Regions from separate parts of the Oryctolagus cuniculus genome. Here region 1 is linked to region 2. A link is a contact called in public Micro-C data. All regions are on one chromosome and are shown on one strand. The core of a region is the stretch at or near the end of the contact, and the rest is flanking DNA. Distances in the headings are between cores, read along the strand shown.

Evidence for each region. Hi-C and Micro-C count contacts between places; a contact is called where the count stands out from the background.
Region 1: a contact with region 2 is called in a Micro-C map of ear pinna, with 2.5 times the contacts expected there. The contact joins two enhancer-like sites. A contact is called at or near these places in 2 of 6 Hi-C or Micro-C datasets (ear pinna and skin fibroblasts).

Annotation. Positions count from the first base shown.
Region 1 is chr13:54,347,052-54,351,366 of mOryCun1.1, reverse strand. The region is part of intron 1 of LOC103350930 (a long non-coding RNA gene); the gene reads left to right. Among named protein-coding and RNA genes, the nearest start is that of TOMM20, 50 kb to the left of the region's middle. Within about 2 kb of position 1,901, at least 6 of the 8 cell types and tissues checked have an H3K27ac peak or open chromatin away from gene starts, as enhancers often do. A contact at or near this core is called in ear pinna, where this site is marked.
Region 2 is chr13:54,069,200-54,073,992 of mOryCun1.1, reverse strand. No RefSeq gene overlaps it. Among named protein-coding and RNA genes, the nearest start is that of IRF2BP2, 160 kb to the right of the region's middle. Within about 2 kb of position 3,487, at least 5 of the 8 cell types and tissues checked have an H3K27ac peak or open chromatin away from gene starts, as enhancers often do. A contact at or near this core is called in ear pinna, where this site is marked.

The DNA of each region.
Region 1 (4,315 bases), core at 652-3,151, 280 kb before region 2:
GTTGCTAAGCCCAGCTTCTCTGCAGCTGGCTTGTGAAGACCAGATTTGGAGGGTTCGAGTGCCCGTCTTCGCTGCCCGAGGGCTGCCCGCCTCTGACCGCTCTGCCCTCTGTTCACAGCTTCTCCATGCTCTGTCTCTGAGGAAATACTGAAAAGACTCAGGAAGTGAGCTCACTTTTTTTTTTTTTTTTTAATTTCCTCCCCCTCCTTTTCCAAAACAGTGCAGCCTTCCTGGAAGAAGTCAAACAAAACAAGTGTGACTATTTTAAAAATGATTGGAAAAGTCATTCCGAACAGTGCGACTTTGAACAGCTTGGGCCACTGCCTTTACAGCTTACTCCATGGTGGACATTCAGGGCGGGGGCAGGGCAGCCTGTGTGGTCTAGGTGGTGTAGGAGGAGGCAGCTGATGGCTGACTGGGTCTGCTGATCAGGCCGCCTCAAAAGATCACATGCACCTAACCTGTGCAGATGTCAAAGACGCAGATAGGCAGAGCTGTGAGTGTGTGTGTGTGTGTATGTGTGTATGTGTGTGTGAGACCATGTCTACCTAAAATCAAACAGCATAGTGCAATAGCCGAATCACTTCCCAGGCACAGATGACTTGTGCTGTGCATGGGGGTGATCATTTCGGGTTTGGTGGTGACCTTGGGTGACTCAAGCTGGTCCCGGTGTTGCGATTAATAACATCATTGTGTGTGCCGAGGCCGAGGTCGGGGGCTGGGGAGGGACACCTTTTCATTTTGGCCATCTGGTCAGAATGCTTTCCCTCCAGTGAGGGACAGACCTTTGCTGGTTTCAGCTGGAATGCTGCCTCCCCATAGAGGTAACAGCCAATGCACAGGCACCCTGTCTGTGTGGGCTGGCCGATCAGGGCCAGACCTCTGCTCCTGGCCTGTCCTATCGATTGCAATTTGGTATGCAGTTCAGGCACTGACTTGAAGGGACGCTGGGCCAGGAAAGCTACCAGGAGGTGTTGACTCGGGTTGGCTGGCTCAGCGCTCAGGTTTTCCATTGTCAGGCGGCGACGGCGCTGTTACAGGCACCCTCAGGAGGCCTTCCTCTGCTCTCGGAACAATCAAGGGCTTTTTTTCTGACTCATCTGCAGAAGAGTCCCCCCTCTCGGTTTGAAAGTAAATATAATTAGTAACAGGCAGACGCACTGTATATAGCCAGTCCTTCCTATTCGGGAGAGTTATAATTAAACACGCACACAGTCTGTTGTTCACCGTCTGCTCAGTGCCCTGCTAAGTCGCCTTTCTGGAGTGTGGTTTATTTTGAAGCAGTGGCCCTGGTTGGATTCCGCAGGGCCAAAGACCTCTTGGGGCTCAGAGTCCAAAGTCCGGGCTGAAGCTAAGATTTTGCTGCTGCCCATGGTGGCCGTGCCACGTTGGCCCTCGGTTTGCCTGTGTCCCAACCCTTCTCTACCCTCAGTCTTGGGCTGCTCCAGGCAGCCCTGGGATATGTGTGGTCAGCGCCGGGGACAGTGCCTCTGGGGGGCAGAGTGCTGGTTGCCAGGTCTGGTTGTCATGGTAACGAGGGGGCCGCTGCCACTGTGGTTGGCTCTGAGCCCCAGATCTGGTGAAGGGGGCACCTGTGTGCCTGCAGGTTATGCTCTGCCCTCCTCGGGCTGGGAGCCAAGGCCACTTGCCTGGGAGGTTGGCACTGAGGCTGCAGCCTTGCCTCGCATGGCAGGAGCTCAGATAGGTTATCCCCAGGTAACCCTCAGCTGCCCTTCCCGGCGAAAGGGCAGGCTGGGCGTCTGGGGGCCGTGGTCCAGTTCTACGGAAGGCTCATATTCTGCTGAAATCAGTGGGCTGGGCAGCTCCAGGAGTGCATGCACACACCCCGCATGGGCATATTTGGGACGACAGCACGGCCAGAGGGCTTGGTGATGCAGCCTTGGTGACACAGGAGAGGCCGCCGTGCCTGCCTCCCGCCCCTCAGGGGTGCGGCAGTGACCGGATGACTGGTTGGCACAGCCTTCCCTGGCCTGGATCGAAGGCAGCAGGCGTCATCTGAGCCATGGGCACCTTTGCCCAAGTTGCTCAAAGTGTTTTCCGAGCAAACAGTCATTTCCTAACACCCGTGAGAAGTAGGTGGGGTGACAAAGCATTCTTTGTCCCTGTCTTGCAGATGGGGAAATGGAAAAGCTTGTCTGTCCTGGTGGTGAGGCCAAGAAAGGGAGAAGGCACTCTTTGCCAGAGCTCTGGGACGTGGAGGGCTAGGGCCAACCCGTGCCTGTCTCCAGCTCCTGTGGGGAGCAGGGCGGTGCCACAGAGAAGGAGGCCAGAGTGGAAGAGGCCAGGGCCTCTCCCCCAGTGCAGAGAGGCCTCAGCCACCACGGCAGGGACTCGTCATGTGCCCTGCGGTCCGAGGTGTCGAAACTGGCCATTGGTGACCCGGGGAGGTGTCGGTGTACTCTGGCGTGCTCAGTTCCTTTCCAGTTCCTGCCCTCTCGGAGGGAGTGGACACATACTTTCTGAGGACCCTGTCTGGCCCAGGCATTGTTCCAAGCACTGGGGAGACAGTGGTGAGTGACATGGCCTCGCCCCTGTGGTGCTTGTAGGAGTCAGATAGTCAACACTGAAAATGAGGCTGAATCGTTTCCGACACCGACATGTGCTAAAAGGACAATAAGAATGCACGATGAGACAGAGGTTGGCTAAAGGGGAAGGAGGGAGGAACAGCTTTGAATAGAGGGCCAGAGAAGGAGTCTATAAAAGCGAATCCTGAATGGTGAGAAGCAGCCAGAGCTGGGGAGCCAGCACTCCAGGGGGCAGGAACAGCTGCTACAAAGGCCTTGACAGGGGCACGAGAGTGGCCTGGCCCGAAAGTCAGGGAGGAGGACCCTGCTCCTGGGGGGTGAGGAGGGATGGCCTGAGCAGGGCCTGGTTATGTAGGGAGGACCTCGCTGGGCACCAGGCTGTATGTGGTCAGGATTCAGGACGTTTTGGGAAGGTCGCGTTGACCTGCTTTCGTGGATGTGGGGTGTGAAGGTGGGAGGAGTGCAGGGTGGTTTCTAGGTGTTGGTGTGGACTGGAAGGTGGAGTTGTGCACTGAGATGGGGGAGACCTGGGCAATGAAGAGGAGGGCCTTGGCCATGGTGAGTCGGAGAGGCTGCAACAGGGGCTGGGCATCTGCCTTGCATCAACTCTCCCTCTCCCTCTCAGATCATGCAGAAGAAGGGTGCAGGGGGGTCTGCTGCCGTTGGAGTTTAATTCATCTGAGCCTCCCAGGGCCTAACCCCCACATTTTTCAAGGAGGACCAGGCCTCTGCTAACGGAGCTGGAGGAGGCCTCTGTGAATACTGCTGGCAGACTAAACCCGGCTTGTCGTGCTGAACACCCTCTGCCAGCCCCTCTGCCCGCTCCTCTCCAGCCACCCCTGTCCCCCAGGGTGATCTTATTGCCTGTGGGCGGGGAAGGACCCTAGAGCTGCTCCTCTTTGGGTTGATAAGAGTGGAAGGTTAAAAGGTCAGCAGTTCCTTTCTAAACAGAGATGGGCCCTTGTGAGCCACAGGAGCCACTGATTAGAGAAGGTTCCAGTAGGTAGCAGGGTGGGGATTCTTTTTTGTCACTGATTCAGCATTCAACTTTGAGAGGCTCACTAATTCTTCCTCCTTAAACAGGAGGCCAGAAAAGGTCTTGGATCAAAGAAAACGACCCGTGCCTGCCGTGGGGGTCTCACTTGAGGATCCACGTGCAGCCATCAGTACAATGTAGCTTCCACGTGCAGGTCTACACACAGGTGCAGCGAATGAATGTGTTATATCCAGGGGAGTCTCCTGGCATCTCATCATTCAGCTCCATGGTGCCGCGTGGGGTTCATTCTGTGCATTTTTCTTGGGAAGTTTAGCCACTGGCACACTGAAAACCTTGTGTATGAGGGTGTCTGTTCACATCCCCCAAATGGATCTGGGGGCCTCCACTCTGAGATTCCAAGAACTCCTTGGATAAATGCTCAGAAGTTCATCCCTCAAGACTGCTTTTTTCCCCCGGAACAGAAGCCCTCTCACCTGTACTTTACAAAGGGTTTTTGTGGCCATTTTAAAATATTTGTTTCTCTCCCTGGGCTTTTATCATTATTGGCAATGTATAGATGCTGAAGCTCAGAGAGATTAAGTCATTTGCCCAAAGTCACACAGCAAGGGGAGAGAGCTGGCAACAAGTCCCAGCTCCTGGCCTCCTCTCTTGTGCCTTCCCAAGTCCCCATTGCTGGGCTTTCAGTGGCAGTGGGCCAAGGCAGTTCCGGGCACCTGGACTGATTGTGCGGCTGTGAGTTTGGTAAGCCAAGCCTGGGAGGCGTTGCAAGTCC
Region 2 (4,793 bases), core at 2,238-4,737:
ATGAGAAGGTAGTAGCAGTAATCATTATCAAGGTCTCACATGTGCCAGCTGTCATACCAGGTCCTGAATAGCACAATTGTCTCATCTCAGCATCCCCATAAACAAGCAAGTCCAGTGCCTTTATCTTCATTTTGCAATTGAAGCAACTGAGGCCGCACTTAGTTACCTGTCAGAGGTACAACGTGAGTATAAGTGGCTGAGCTATGGTTCAACCCAGGCCTGTGTGATGCCAAAGCTCAACATTTTCTCCACCGTGTCACGGGGCTCCAGGTTTTGCTGAGAATAAGACGTATTTCCAAGTGAACAGTAAGCAGGTGATATTCTGGTTACATACTGGGGTCTTGGCGCCATCCTGGGAGCTAGCATCCTTTAACCCAGAAGTTAGAAGCCAGGGTTTCTGCAGCACTCACACCAGGACACTTCTCCATGCCTGCCTGTTTCCTCCCATGAGAAGAACAGTCTTTCATCCTCACAGCCATTATTTTTCAAACTTCAGTTTTAATTTTGGGCACCCTCTGTCTCTGGGAGATTGCAAAAATTAAATCGTTTTTAAGCAACCAAACACCACTTCTGGGGTTTGTAATAAACTTGTGAAATTTGCGGAACTTGGCGGTTGAGATCCCCCCATCCTACTTCCCTGGGGCCCTGCACAGCTTCAAGCTGACTCTTTATTCTCTCTGTTTTAGATCTGATCTCACCAACTGGGGCCCAGCCATTGCAGCTTGAAAGAAGAAAACAAGGAATCCTAAAGCAATCTAAGAGGGCAAGGCTGGCTCTTCCTTCCTTCTGTTATTTTGGAAAAGTCAAACAGACCATAGGTGGGTGGATGTCTCATCCACAGAGGCCAGCTGCGGTCGTTTCCACAGGGTTAGACTATTGATAGGGACACACAAAAGTAGCCAGTTTCCCCTGGTGAGAATTCACTCGGCCCCTTTCAATCAAGTGGCTCCAGGGTTCCTTGACGGGTAGGACGTCAGTTGATGATACGGTTTCCAGTCCCTTGCGGGATTTCCACGCATCAGCTGTCACTGGGCTTGAACTGTTATAGTCTAAGCTGAGCATGCAAGGCTGGGTGTGTTCCTGGCTCCTGGAACTCTTAGCTGGAAGCCCAATGTCTGTGGTCAGGAGTTGGATGGTGTCAAAGCCAGCAGGATGAACATAACTTTATGACTCACACTTTCCTTCTGTGCAGGGCCTTTGATATGACAGAGGGGTTCTTCTCTCCGGGGGAGGATGGATGGGGAACAGGGGCCAGGAAGGCACTTAGCTTTTGTTTCTTGTCCTTGGTATTTGGAGGGCAATGCTCCTGTGTGTTTCTACTCAGATTAATGAAGCCTCTGAGGCCTGGGCCAGAGGGCTGGGTTCTAACCCTTTGCCATCCACTGCTATTCTCTGTACTTTTCCCTCATCTGTCCAGGGAGGCTAGTAAGAGTGCCTACCTCATCGAGCTGTCATGAGCATTGGATGAGTTAATGCGCATGAGGTGCTTAGAAAAATGCCTGGCAGATAGTACACGGGTATTATGATCAATTACACTATTATCTGGCGGCATTTCTGCTCCACAGAGCTATTGCCATGTCAAATGTTCTAGGAAATAAACAATGGAGATAAACAAGGAAATGTCTCAGTGTTTGGTGAGAATCGTGGACAAAGGACACCACGGATCCTCAGTAAGTCATCGTCCCCAAAGATGTCTGGGTCCAAATCCTCAGAACCTTGGAGCATGCGAGGGTCCATGGCAAAGGGGATTGAAGGTTGCAGAAGCAATGCAGGCTGCTCATTGGCTAATCGGCAGACCTTAAGATAAAGGGAGTAACTTGGGTTCGCCAATGTGTTTGCAAGGATCCCTAAAAAAAGAGCCAGAGGGAGGCAGAAAAGGAGAGCCTGAGGGAGGGGTGACTACAGAAGAAAGGTGTAGGGGTGCCACCTGGCTGATTCTCTAGGTGAAGTGAGGAGGACACGAGCCAAGGACTGTAGGCAGCCCCTACAAGCAGGAATGGCTCCCTTATAGAAGGAACAGAGTCCTGCCAACCCCTTGTGATCTGCCAGGTCAAACCTGTGTCAGACATCCATCTTCCAGAACTATAAGATAATAAGTGCATTGTTTAAGCCTTGAACTTCATACTAATTGGTTACAGCAGCATCAGGAAAATGATGCATGGGGTTATCCTTTATGTGTCCTGTGTGCTGCCTGTGTGACTGATTCCAGATGCTCCAGACTGATTCCAGAATTGCCTGGGCTGTGCTGGGGGCCCCCCTACAGTCCTTGCACAATGCACTCTGAAATGTGCTTGTTTCTTGATAACCCCCTCCAAGATTATCTGACGCCACCAGCAATCTGATCTCTTCTGGAGCTGCTTATTAACACTCAAGGATTTTATTCCACCCGCGAATTCTTTTGGGTCTGCTCGGGTTGGGAGGCAGCTGACATCTGGAACAGTAGAAGTGCTACAGAATAATTTGGGAGGCTTTTGTGGCTCATGCTGCTCCCAACTGGTTCAGGAGTCCCTAACACATCACGGGACTGCAAATGCTCAAGGCTGGGCTTCCATGTCCCAGACGACTTCATCTCTGGAAGAAAACTGTCAGAAATAGCAAACACATTCCAGCATAAAATGGAGTGGCCCATGAGTCCACGCCCTCCCACGTCACCCGCTGGTTCTATGCGGGGGGGGTGGGGGGGCTTCTGGAGACATCCCTTAGCACAGAGGTGCTGGATGCCAGTCTTCCCTTGAGGCCCTGGGTGCCAGGCCATTGTTGTGGCCTCCCTTTGGGGTCTCACCCTCTTCAGAAGCTCCAAGTACCCACAGATCTTTAGCAACCTCCCTGGAGCCTCCTTCCTTCACCAAACAAGGTTAGCATGTATAACTTCTTTCATTGCAACATCTGGCTTGTTCCCCCAAGCCTCCCCTGCCCCCACTCCCCTCTTTAACCTTTCATCTAAAGCCATTTTGGTTCAGTTCAATTGCCTCCCCTTCTCTCCAACGTGTTCCTTTGGCTTTCAGAGGTACAGAACAGAGGGGAGCAAGAGGCCTCATCGCTCACAAGGCGATGACTTGGCTTAGAAGTGAAAGCACTGGCTGGGCCTTGCCTCCTTTACTTCTTGCTGGCCACAGAGCCGCAAGTCTGGGTCCCCAGTGAGCCGCCCCAGGACATCTTGTGGCACCATCTGCCGGCACCCCCTCACCAACCGCACCTCCCCCCCCCAACCCAGGGCTCCAATTACTTTTGTTGTTTTTAAAAAGTTTGTGTTGGTTTTATGCATTCCCTAGCTCAGTCTGCTTGCATAAAAGCAAAGCCGGGGCAGGGAGAGCGAACAAAGAGAGCCTGGCGCACTGCTTCGGGGCTGCACATGTGCAGAGGCCTCACCGAGGAGGGCCCTGGGTGCCGGCCGGAGTTCCTTAAGAAGCATCTGCAAGCTTCTCTGTGGCCTCGGGGTTTAAAATACCCACACTTCCTGCTCCTCCGAGAGCGGGTATGCACAGAATGTGAGTGACTCACCAGCGGTGGTTTGAAATGTGCGTGTCCTAAGGAGGCAGCATCAAAAGCCCATCCTGCTTCAGATGGTATTTTTTCCACTCTCAGCTATGCAGTGCTAGAAAAGCTGAATGCTTAAAACCAGTGTTTGTTTTGAGTGCAGAAAGTGAAGTACGAATTAATTGTGCTGTAGCAAGTAAAAACTGAACCCGTGAGGGGAAGAAAAAAAAAAAAAGCAACAACGTGTAAACAGTGTGGAGATTGAGTTTCAAAGCCCTTGGTTTTCAAAAAGTTTGATGATATTTCGACCAACGCCAAACTGTCAAAACATGGGAGGGCAATCCACTGGCTTGGAGAATGCATTTGCCTTCTTATATAAAAAGCCACAAATTGATATCCAGGAAGAAACCCGAGCTGGAGGTGGGGCCGGGTGTAGGAAGGGGGCGGCTCTTAAACTGGCTCCAGTGCCCACTTCCCCATCCTCCACATGTGATTCTTCAGCTCAGCTCTGTGAAGTGGGAAATCAGAGAACAAAAGTATGAAACTCTCTGGGCACCCCACATGTGGGTGTTTAAGCTCCCAGGCCGGGGCACTGGAATGTGGCTTCCGTAAGAGCAGGGCAGGTGGAGAAACTCCCAGTCTCAGGGCCGGTCACCAAGACCAGCAGGCCGCGTGCTCTGTCTTCTGGGAATCACGCGATACGCCCGGGCTGCCCCCAGGATCGGCTGACGCCTGGCTCCCGGCCCGGCTGGTTTCCAGGCTGCGTCTCTTTTCCCAGCCTCCACCCAGCCACATCCTCCGAAAAGGGACCCTCAGTGGCTGACACTTGGCACTCCTGACCTCAGCTGCCGTTCCTGCCTCTGCCTCAGCGATGCCTTGGACCATTCCAGCGTCCAGGGCAGAGAGTCTCAATCGTGTTCTTTTGATGCCTGGGGCTTCTCCATTATTCTCTTTATTTTTTTTAAAGATTTATTTATTTTTTTGGAAGTCAGAGTTAACACACACAGAGAAGGAGAGGCAGAGAGAGAGAGAGAGAGAGAGAGAGAGAGGTCTTCCACCTGCTGGTTCACTCCCCAGTTGGCCACAACAGCCGGAGCTGCACCAATCTGAAGCCAGGAGCCAGGAGCTTCCTCTGGGTCTCCCACGTGGGTGCAGGGGCCCAAGGACTTGGGCCATCTTCTACTGCTCTCTCAGGCCATAGCAGAGAGCTGGGTCGGAAGTGGAGCAACCAGGACTCAAACTGGCGCCCACATGGGATGCCGGCACTGCAGGTAATGGCTTTACCTGCTATGCCACAGCGCCAGCCCCTCCATTAT